Regions from separate parts of the Capsicum annuum genome. Here region 2 is linked to region 1. The links are chromatin contacts, called in public Hi-C maps. All regions are on one chromosome and are shown on one strand. Each heading gives the region's core, a stretch centred on a gene start, on an enhancer-like site or on the middle of the called end of the contact. The rest is flanking DNA. Distances are from core to core; before and after follow the strand shown.

Region 1 (5,901 bases), core at 2,357-4,856:
TTATGGGTTCCGTGTAATTATTATCCTTTTCACTTTTTCTTGGAATGTCATACTTTTTTATTTTTTTAATTTATTTACAAAAAATCAAATAACATGAATAAAATAGGGTGAAAAAATTATCATACATTTTTTTTTATTTTTTTATTAATATAAATTATCTAACTTTAAATTTTATCACACATAAATCACTCTTTTATTTATTTATCATATAAAAAGCCATCCACTTTTAAATTATCACAGTAATCTTTTTTTCTAATTTTTAAAAGGCAATGAAATAATATAATAAAATTATTTATCATTATTTTATTCAATAAGATTATTTAGATTAATAGATTTATCTTACAAAGTAACAATAGAATTAAAAACCACACTTAAAAAATAGAATAGTTTGTAATTAGCTATGTGCATTTTTTTTTAATTACACTTTATTTTATTTTTTATGTCTTGGCCCTTAAAATCTAATTAAATTCTTACAATATTATAATTAATCTCATTTTAATTGTTACAAAGACAAAAAAGGGGGGTGGGGTGGGGATGGGGGGGAATAGAATTAAGAAGAAAAAAAATAATTACCTTTCAATATTGATTCATACCTCCAGTGAATTTATCTTGAATGACTTGTAAGCTGTCTTTGCAACTTTAAATAATCAAATTTAATATTTTAAAAGTATATTTATTGAAATTATTTATTAGTTTAGTTTGGTTTACATTAAAATCATGTGTTTTTATTTTTGTTTTTTCATCCGGTGTCCGATACCTGCATTGGAGTCCGACTAATTCTGATTCGCGCCGCGTAGGGTCCCATTCGGGGGAAAGCGCTCCCTACCAAGAATTTTTTCATACCTAGGGTTCAAACCCGAAACCTCTGGTTAAAGGAGGAGCAGCTCCATTCGTTGTACCACATCATTTGGTGAAATTAAAATCATGTGGTTGTATTATGGTGAAACTATTTAGTTTGAAAGCTTATAACAATTATTATTATTATTATTATTATTATTATTATTATTATTTATGCTTTTATTTTATTTTATGTTTTTAAAGGGAAATTTATTTTATTATTATTATTATTGTTATATTTTAAATAGATTACCCTTTAAAAACATAAAATAAAATAAAAATCATATATGCTTATAACAAATTATCGTATTCATACTACAATTTTTTTTATATACAAATACATATATATAATAATAAATATTTTAAATGTCAGCCATAAAAGTGAATAGAAATTGTGCACTTAATAAGTGCAAAATCTATTTAAAAAACGTTGTACACTTTTTTTAATCGTGGGGCATACTTTGGTTCTGGACTTTTACTATGTTGATCCTTTCATTTTCAATTGTGATCCCCATTTAGATGGTAGATTTAGTTGTCCCTCATCACATTGGGCAAAAGTCACAAAATCTGGAAGATGGCTTCCATCATCACTACGAAAATAATAATACTAATAAATACATATTGCACTTCATCTATTTATTTTTATTTGTCCATATATTAAATATAAATGTTCGATAGTATTAGTTTAATTTGAAAAATTAATAAATAATTTATTATTTGTTTATTTTTATTTTTACTATTAAATATTACTTTCTTTTCTCAAAATAGTTGACATATATAGATTTTACACATTTTTTAAGAAAAACTCAATTCTGAATGTGATTTGGCTAATATATCCTCTTTACTCTTCATGTATTTACGTGCATCTTAGTAGCCATTTGGCCATAAAAATTATTTTTTTCGGAGTTGGAGTTGGAGTTGAAGATGAAGTTGGAATTGTAGTTGTGTTTGGTCATTTCTTTTTGAAATTTTTTTTTAGATTTTTGAAAAATCTTTTTTAAATATGATTTTATACCCTCAACTTTTAAAAATTATCAAAATCGCTCAACTACTAATTTACCTACTAGCATACAACCAAATGTTGAGAAAATAATTTATATGTCTTCAATTGATAAAATAATTAACAACAAACTAATTATTATGTTTGTTATTCTTCTAAAATTTGAATAAAAATATCACAAACATGAGCTAAATAAGTTTATCTAACCATAATCGATTGAATAGAGAAAATATATTTTGATAAATATGATTGATGGATATAAATATATTTTATATATTCTTAAATTTGTTGATAAAAATTCTTGATTACTTTCACTTGAATTAATTATTTTATTGAATTTGATTTTTTTTTTAAAAATTACGAATGAATTATTTCTGAATAGATTAGTGCTAATTTTTTGCTTTTTCTTTATTGATGATACTAATTTTCCTTGAATATATATGTTTTTTTTTGGGTAAAGAGAACAAACTTTTGTTAAGCTAATTACCACACTCGTCTCTGTTCAAAATCCATAAAACCAAAATAAGGTTATCGTCAATATGGATCGTTACGTTATGTTTGATATGCGACTTTATTGACCACTTTTTAATAATTTAGTAAAATCGTCATAACCATTATATGACATATACAGAAAATTAGAATGACAAGAAAAATATTAAATTTCTCGTTTTTAAATAACATAATGTATTAGGCCTTATATTTCTATAATATAGTTCATTCAAAACAAAGTTGATATATTTCCGCCATAGATTGCCATTTATTACTTTTTAATTCACGTTAGTAAATTTTGATTAAAAGAAGAAAAAGAGATTAGAATATCTTTAACAATTAAAAATGATGTTGTACCATAGAAAACAAATAATTATTTTTTTCTTGGTGGTTGTAGTTATAAGAGGTATTTGTGTAAAAATTTAAAGATTGGGTTATATATAATAATAATGAAAGTAAAAAATTGGAGTGAAAAATTATGAAAACAACAAAAAGTTGTTTTCACTTTTTGGAATCCAACTCCGGAATAATTTTCTGGAATTTCATGGACAAACACCACAATTTTTGGAAAATTAAAAAAAGTGAAAAAAATTTGGAAAAAAAGAAAAAAATTTATGGCCAAACGGGCCATTAATTTTAGAACATCACTCAATGTATTTTTTAAAATATTAAATTTATCATATCAAAGAGTGATATAATAAAGCTATTCTACTATTTTATATAAAATTCAATAAATATTTTATCTATTTTTTCTTTATTATTTTTAAAATATATACCAAGGCAACAACAAGCAAGTAAAAATGGATGGAAAAAATATAGTAATAAACAACCTTTACACCTACAATCCCAGCTTATTGTCTCTAACTCATCATAATGAGACGGTGAAAACTTACACGCATCCGATATATACATTAAATTAAGATTTTTTTATTATAGAGAAGTAATTAAATTAAGTAAAATATTTATTAATTAATCATAGTTATGTAACATGAACTCTAAATTCAAACACATCACATACATGTATTAGCTTGGTGCATACACCGGATGCGTATAAATTTTAACCGACGAGACCAACTCACATCATTCTTGGGACAATTTCATAATTAATTAAGTAGGCAGTTGGCCAATTATAATTATTTACAATATCTTTTATACATTCTTATAATATATTTGAAAATAAATTTGGAAAAGAAAGAGTTCTTTGTTTAACTATATTCATTTGTCTCTATCTAGAAAGCCAATGTCGATTTTTTTTTTAAAAAAAAATTAAATATTCATTTCCTTATCAAGTGTCATTATTCTTCGTTCAAAATATACAGTGTTAGGTCCTCTGGTCTGAGGTGAAAGCGTGCTGTTTGTGGGAAAGAGGCATATCACCAATTTTAATCTTGAGAAGACGAGTATCCTTTTTTGAAAAAGAAAAAAATTTGATTAATTCAAATTTGTGTTGAACAGTAGTATTTTTGAGGTAAAAAAATACTTTATTAAATTTAATTTTATTTTCAAGACTTGTCTCCCACCGTTAATTAAGGATGTAAGATAGTTACAACAAGGGGTTGCCAAATGGGTGGTAATTAGATTGGAGAAAAGATCACAAATAGCAAATTAGATCAATTAATTAGAAGGCACATAATAACTTTTTGCTAATTACTTTAAATAGTAACATGTAAATATATTTGATTCACAAGACAACATTAAATACATATTCCCTAGATTGTTACGATGTCGATTTGTTAACCTTTTCTGGATCGTTACAATGTCTCGCTCTCACCTTTTCAATGCTTACTAATTTTGATGATTGTATAAGCGTATATACTGCATTTGTATTTTCAACTTGAGAAAGTTCAATACTAAAGAATGGTGAATTATCGGAAACCAAATTGATATACCCTATTAGATCTTCTACGTAGTCTGTGTTCTGTCATTAAAGCAAACCTCCACAATTCTAAAAACAAAAGTTTAAAGAATGAAAGATGATGACAATAGTAATATATACATAATACAAACTAAATAAATTTTGGGGAAGAAATGACATGCAAGAACTGAAATCAATGTTTACCTAATTTTGCGGAACACGATTTTGTGTAGAAAGCTTGAAAAATATAGCAGAATTTGAAATTTAAAATATAGGAGAATAATTGAAAAATAAGAAAGAGATGAAATAAAAATAAAGGGGGGGAGGGTGTAAAGGCAAAGCCTTAAAAGGGGAGAAATTACACATGATAATTATAACAAGCTGTAGGGGCTTGACTCCGATAAAATATTGTTATTTTTGTTGTATATTTTTTTTTAAAAAATATTATTATTTAACTTAATTATGAATTTTAGCTTGCTAATGTATATATTTTTTCAATAATAAAATATCTGTTAGTTAGGTAAATGAATTATCTGATAATTAGAAGGAAAAAGAATGAGGGGGAGAGGATCCACAACATAGATAGAAAGGGCATATTCGATTTGGATCATAATAATACTCCTTATGAATTTCAAATGATCAAAGGCTAAAGATAAAGGAGAAGGATAAAAATAGCCTTTTCGTATAAAATAAAGCTATGAAAATGGCCATGAATTAAAAAAAAAAAAAAAAAATTAGCTATTTTTTCACCGTTTTCTTTGACTTTGACTTTTAAAAAAATTTGATGATTTTATCTTTTTTGCTTTACTTTTGTTGTTGCTTCTTTTGCTTCTTTTATTATTGTTATATAAAGTATAAAAATTATATTTTTTTTTGCTATTTTTCATTGTTGTTTTCTTATTTTTTTGGTAGTTGTGTTTTCTTCCTTTTTCCTTTTATTTTGGTTGTGCTCATTTTTTTACTGATGTTTCTGTATATTTTTTTTAATACTATCAATAAAAAAAAATAATCAAATAAAATTTTGTAGTTTTCTTTTAAAATAATCAAATACTAATTTATAATGTCGTAACCAAATAAAATTTTATATTTTTTTGAAAGATAATTTTTTTAAATAGCATATTTTAATGACTCACATACATGTTTTAAAACTATTTTCGTGTCTTTTATTTTTGCCAAGAGGTTATACACATTTTGTACACTATTTATGTAAAATAATTATTTAGATACAAACTCTATGCAATATTTATGCAGTTTATATACATCCTATCGATATACATATTCTATACAACAATGATACAAATTCTATACAGATCATATATAGAAAATATATTCTATATAATACAATTTTTATATACATCATATACAAACCTTAAATATACAATTTTTATACACATCATATGCAAACCTCAAATATACAGTTTTTATACACATCATATACAAACCTCAAATATGCAGTTCTTATACAGTTTTATACACATCATATACAAACCTTAAATAAACAGTTCTTATACAGTTTTTATACACATCATATACAAACTTTCATTTCTCAGAAATCTCCATAGATAATCAATCCTATGCAATCTCGAATCATAAAACACATTTTTTTTCAAAACCAATTCATTTCCTTCAAATTTCTTCGACATATATCTATCCATTATTACTTTAGCTTCAACACAATAGCCCTTTTCTTCCATCCCGATCAACCTCTAGATTTTGCATA
Region 2 (5,954 bases), core at 1,098-3,597, 230 kb after region 1:
GCTACTAAACTATCATGTGACTTATGCCGCAAAATATGCACCTCAAAATGTAATCACTAAGTTACATTACCAATTTGGAATTAAATAATGAAGTGTATCTAGATTTAATAATAAAATAAGATTTTTCGCTCATTTTTATATATCTATTATTTTATGTTTTATAATCCTTTTAAAAAATAATAATTGATAAATTATTTTTTTTATCATAATACATATTAATTGATGTTTAGTACTTCTTCCTTCCCCTTCCTTCTTCTATCTTTACTTGTCGATGTTAATAAAAATAGACGTTCAACAATATTTGTCTAGTTTGAAAAATTAATAGATAATTTATTAATTTATGCTTATTTTATTTTGATATTAAATACTCTATCCATTTAAAAAGGAATATCCTATTTTTTTTTAATCCGTTTAAAAAAGAATGCTCCTTTCCTTTTATTTTTCTTTGCAAGATTTTAATTTCAACTTTCCACACGTGATATATTTAAAACCACAAGATTAAATGAAATTTTAATATATTTGACTTAACTTTAGTTTAAAACCGCAAAGTTCAGAAGCCTTCTTTATTTTTTTAAACTCCGCATCAAGTCAAAACAAGTTATTCCTTTTGAAATAAAAGGAAAACTATTCACTATTCAATGCATTAAATTTATTACTCCTTCCGTTCCTAAATAAGTGCATGTTTTAAATTTGACATACCCCTTAATAAATTACTCCCTCTAATTCAAAATAAGTAAACTTTTGAATTATTTTTTAATGTCCAAAATAAGTGAATTGTTCCTTCTTCAGTAGAAATGTTAGAAATTTCTCCCAATTTTTATCATTAATTTACACTTTCTAGACTATTAGTTTCAAAAGATGTAATTAACTTTATTTTAATATGACTAAAATTTCAAGAATAGTTTGATAATATCTAAATTGGTAAAAATAAAAGTAATGTATAATTTATGTTCTAATTTCTTTTCTTCAACAGTGTTTATTGAGTCAAAAATTTATTTAGTTTAGATTAGAAGAAACACTAACTCCTATAAAATAAAATGTAATTTTACCAACTTTTCCCTAAATAAAACTTATATCTTTTTTCAAGTTGACATTGATTACATTTAATATGAAGAGTTAGATATTAATGGTACAAGTGCATATTAGGAAGATTATAATCAAAATATTCTTGAGAGCTTAAACATGCACTTATTTAGGAATAAAATCAAAGGCAAAACATACACTTATTTAGAAACGAAGAGAGTATATTCAAAGGGCGATATAATAAAGTTACTTCTATTATTTATTGTTTCTTATGGTGTGTTAATTAACAGTGAACAAATATTATTGAACAGAGGCAATATTAGGTCTTGATATATTTGTCTTAGCACACCCCTTAAAAAATAATAAATCAAAAAGTATTTTTACTATATCATCCGTATTAATTATAAATCATGTAAGTGTTGTAGAATGAATAGTATCTACTAACAATGACAAAATAGACACATAATAACATTATATCTTGATTTTTCAAATTAGATGAGTAAAGTTGGATAATAATTTTTAATATATTAGACAAGTAAAAATGAATAAAGAGTAAAATTGAAAATTTCTTTTTTAAATAATGAACTGGATGGGGTATTATATAAATACACACTAAAAAATGCACTAAGTCCATCTTAAAGTTGGAAATGTGCTAGTTGCCCTATATGTTGCTTCACATATAAGAAACTATAAAAATAACAGATCTTGGATTTTTGTGATGAAACAAATGTGTAGTTTCTGCAATGTCTAGCACCTGCTTCACTAATCTATTACTGACAGTATTATGTGGGTCCACGTAAACTCATTACTTCCAGTTCGGACTAGTCATATATATGAAAAAAATGACTACACACGAAGAAAGAAAAAGGAACTTATCCATCACTAATCCTATTTAACGATGGATCAGCAAGGATTAGCAGCAACAGCAATAACATATCCGGTGAAATTATATAAGTGAGGTTTGGAGAATCTTTTTGGATCTTGATATATAAAAATAAGATCTCATGTAAAAAGAACATAAAACTAAAACAATTTGTAAAAGGTTAGGAAAACATTTCTCTCGCATTTAGTAGTGGATCTATAGAAAGGGATAAGATTGGAAAAATTCAATCACAAGAAGCACACATAAGTTTGAGGTTTGACTTGATAAGTATGAATATGTTAAACGTTTCCTTTATTTTTTTTAGTGATATATATAAGTTCACACTAGCTGAATCTCAACTCAGTTGACTTAAGATGCTAGATTCACCTATACAATAATTACACCTCCCCAACTAGGAAGGGCAGTAGAGGTATAATCCACCTTAATTAAGGATGAAAATACTAGTTAAATTCAAATTAATTAGAAAAGAACACTTCACATGCCGGATATTATATCTATAAGCATATAGATACCAGTTATCATTACACTCTACACTTCATATTAAACTTTTAAGGGAACAAAGCTTTTTTATTGTCCAAAAGAAAAAAGCTCATGGACTCATCTCATAAGCCAAGAACTTTTTCCCCAAATCTGTTCTTTTTCTTCCTTCTTGTGTCCTCAAATCTCCTCACCTTTTTCATTTGTAACACTTTTAAGAACTCTTCTTGTGCTCTATACCAACAAACATATAATGCCATTGCCACTGTTTCATCACTTAATACTTCTATCCCTTTGGTTGTTGAGCCTGCAGCAAATAGAGGTGATGATGTTCAAGAATCTAATAAACCAGCAGCTGATTTAGACCTTCCATCTGAGTTCCTTGCTTTCACATCTCCACATAAACTACCATTTGGATTCAGCAGAAACTTTGATTCTGACGAAATCATCCCTCCAGTGGGGCATCCGTGTACCAGGTTTCCGGATTTACTTCGTCGTTACATGTCATACAGAGTCAATGGTTCTTGCCCTGATGATGAGCTCCTAGCACAGAAGCTGCTTCTCAAAGGTTTGTGTTAAGAAATTAAGAAATTGTTAATGTGGAAAGGGACTGTTCCTTGTAGATATAGGAAAGGTGTTTATAGTCAAACCTCTCTATAACAACGTCGTTTGTCCAGATACTTTTGGTTGTTGTAGTGCAAATGTGGTTATAGAGAACGTGTAGCATAACATAACATGAAAAATTGATTCCAAAAGAAACTTGTCCGTTACAGTGAAATGTTATTAGGGAGAGGTCTGGTTGTATCGATAATCTCTATAATTGTGCAAGTAGGAGAGGAATTAAGCAATCTGTTCCTCAAAATCTCCTCTCCTTTTTTTTTACAGGTTGTGAGCCTCTCCCTCGCCGCAGATGTCGTCCTGCTGCTCAAAAGGAATATGTTGAGCCTTACCCTTTTCCTGAGGGTTTTTGGAGAGTACCATCAGATTCATCTGTGGTTTGGACAGCATATACGTGCAAAAACTATGAATGTCTCATCAACAGGAAAACTCAGAAAGGATTTGATGATTGCAAAGACTGCTTTGACCTCAATGGTAGAGAGAAAAACCGTTGGTTGTCGACAAAGGGAGCTGGTCTTGACTTCTCTATAGATGAAGTACTGGCAGTGAAGAATCCTGGTACAATCAGAACAGGACTCGACATTGGAGGTGGTGTGGCTACATTTGCTGTAAGAATGAGAGAAAGGAACATAACAATATTAACAACATCAATGAATCTCAATGGTCCTTTCAATACATTTATAGCATCAAGAGGAGTCATACCTTTGTATATAAGCATTTCACAGAGACTTCCTTTCTTTGACAATACATTAGATATAGTGCACTCAATGCATGTGTTGAGTAATTGGATACCAACAACACTGCTCCACTTCTTATTTTTCGACATCTATAGAGTGCTTCGGCCTGGTGGGCTGTTCTGGCTTGACCATTTCTTCTGTGTTGGTGAGCAATTTGCGCAACTCTATGTTCCCCTTATAGAGAGCATTGGGTTCAATAAGGTCAAGTGGGTCGTTGGGCGAAAATTGGACAGAGGCCCCGAGCTGAATGAGATGTATCTTTCAGCACTGTTGGAGAAACCACTCAAGAATTCTTGGTGACAATATTAGATGTTTCTCTTACTATATTACTTTGTTAGAAGTAAAAAAGGAGGTTTCTTTCAGGACTAATGTTTTTTTCTTTTTATTACCGATTCGTTTTAGATGACATCTCCAGATATAAACTAACAGTTTGATGTAACTTAGTATGAGTTGTTATGTTTGTGGACCAAATCCTGGTTAGCTTTTATATTTTCTGGTGATAATGCCAAAAACCAGATTCCATATTTAGAGCATAAGATTGTACCTTCATGAGGAAATGATCTCATTCGGCCACTTATGTTGAATAGAAGAAAATGACCTTTTCATTCTCATAACTGGAAAAATGAAATCTCTCGTGAAAACGACATAAAACTAAAAAATTTGTAAGGGGCTACAGAACCAAAACTTCTTGTTCATGGATGAAGCACCCATATTGAAAATGTGAAATTGGACTCATAGGTCAATTAGGTCATTGGAATTTGGCAAAGCTATTTCCAAGCAATAGTTACGAAAGAAAGTGAAGCACACAATGTACAAACAAATTAGAATATCTTACATGTATGGATCTAGTACTATAATTATCAAGTCGCAATTAAAATAACGGATTTCAGCATCAACGTAAAATAATGCCAATACAAATCAAATCCCTCCAATTGAGAATCAAAGAATCCGAAGGCTGCCATTTGGATCATTTTGTGCGTCATTGTTTGAAGCACATGTTTTCACCTATAACCCTCGCTAGACAAAGCGATGACTTCTAACACTGTATATATTACTTTGTCCAAGAAGGAATAACATGAAGGAGAATTTAGCAAAGGAAAGCTTGGAATTGGCTTGACCATTATAGAGCGCTGAATTAGAAGAAAGCTCCCACCAGAATTAGTGGGGAAAGACTGAAGCCATTTTACGGGCACCACAAAAAGACAATAGCATATGACATAACACATTGTTTTGTCTACTGGTGAGCTAACATCACTTTCATGGGGTTGCAAAAAATTTCAACCCATGTGGTCATATACAGTTTGATCGTGTCATATAAACACTAACAGAAGCATCCCATGTAAGCAAGGTCCAGGGAATAAACACTGATGGGGTACTATAAGAATATTTTTGAAGTTGTTGATTCCATGTACAAACTTCAATAGAGTAAATATAGGATTTCAAGACAATTGGAGTAAAATAGAAAAGTGCCAACAGAACATGGAATCTCACTTCAATTTTTGACAACTATAGAAACATTGCAGTAACGGCATCCTGCCGCAAAAACAGCCTTGTATGGTAAAACTTAAGACTTCATGTTACAACAGCAGAAATTGCTATTGCAAGGTACAAGTACCAAATCACTACAAACAACATTCAAGTCGAGAAGCATAAATTGCTACAGTGGGAAGATGCCTCATTGCAATATCATCACTCAGCAGAAGTGAGTTTAAGTATTTTATTTCATCTTCAACTTGGCTGACAATATACACAAACCCAAAAGCTGTACGGGGTAATTATATGTAGACGAGGTATTCTCAAGTTGTTTCACTGATCAGGTACAACTTCTGACCATCAGAAATCATATCTATATCAAGAATTTTACCTGCATCTTCTGATAAAATACAAGAGACGGATGGGAAGTTCAGCTGTTCCGAAGCTGAGGCAATGAGCTCTTCCATACTCATAGGTACCCACAGTACAACACCATGCTTCCTGAGGTCCTTGGGCTCCCATGGGTGGAAAGGGAATATAGTACACTTCCGCAGGTGTTTTTTTTCTGTTATGCACGGAGATTATATGGTTAGCAAGCTTGAAACAGTTCAGCTAATAAAATGATTTTTTTGTTTTTGGTATAAGTAACAATGTAGCTAGTGACAAGAGGAACTTTAGCTGACAAGAAGTTACAGTCCCCGTTGTTCGTTTTTTTGTAAGAAGAGTGATGATTACCTACAGTA

The links. A called contact is a pair of places that touch in the nucleus more often than the background predicts.
Region 2: a Hi-C map of placenta shows a contact between it and region 1, with 5 times the contacts expected there. The contact joins the promoter of LOC107870961 here to the enhancer-like site in region 1. A contact is called at or near these places in 2 of 5 Hi-C or Micro-C datasets (leaf and placenta).

Annotation. Positions count from the first base shown.
Region 1 is chr5:176,453,080-176,458,980 of UCD10Xv1.1, forward strand. No RefSeq gene overlaps it. Among protein-coding and RNA genes, the nearest start is that of LOC107870958, 18 kb to the right of the region's middle. Within about 2 kb of position 3,607, at least 3 of the 5 cell types and tissues checked have an H3K27ac peak or open chromatin away from gene starts, as enhancers often do.
Region 2 is chr5:176,681,968-176,687,921 of UCD10Xv1.1, forward strand. LOC107870961 (probable methyltransferase At1g29790) reads left to right here and starts at 2,348. Exons shown (of 2, transcript XM_016717681.2): 1 at 2,348-2,951; 2 at 3,269-4,287. The coding sequence starts at 2,498. The coding sequence ends at 4,038. It overlaps LOC107870960 (potassium channel SKOR), which reads right to left. Exons shown (of 15, transcript XM_047413274.1): 14 at 5,603-5,776; 15 at 3,704-4,352. The coding sequence ends at 4,285.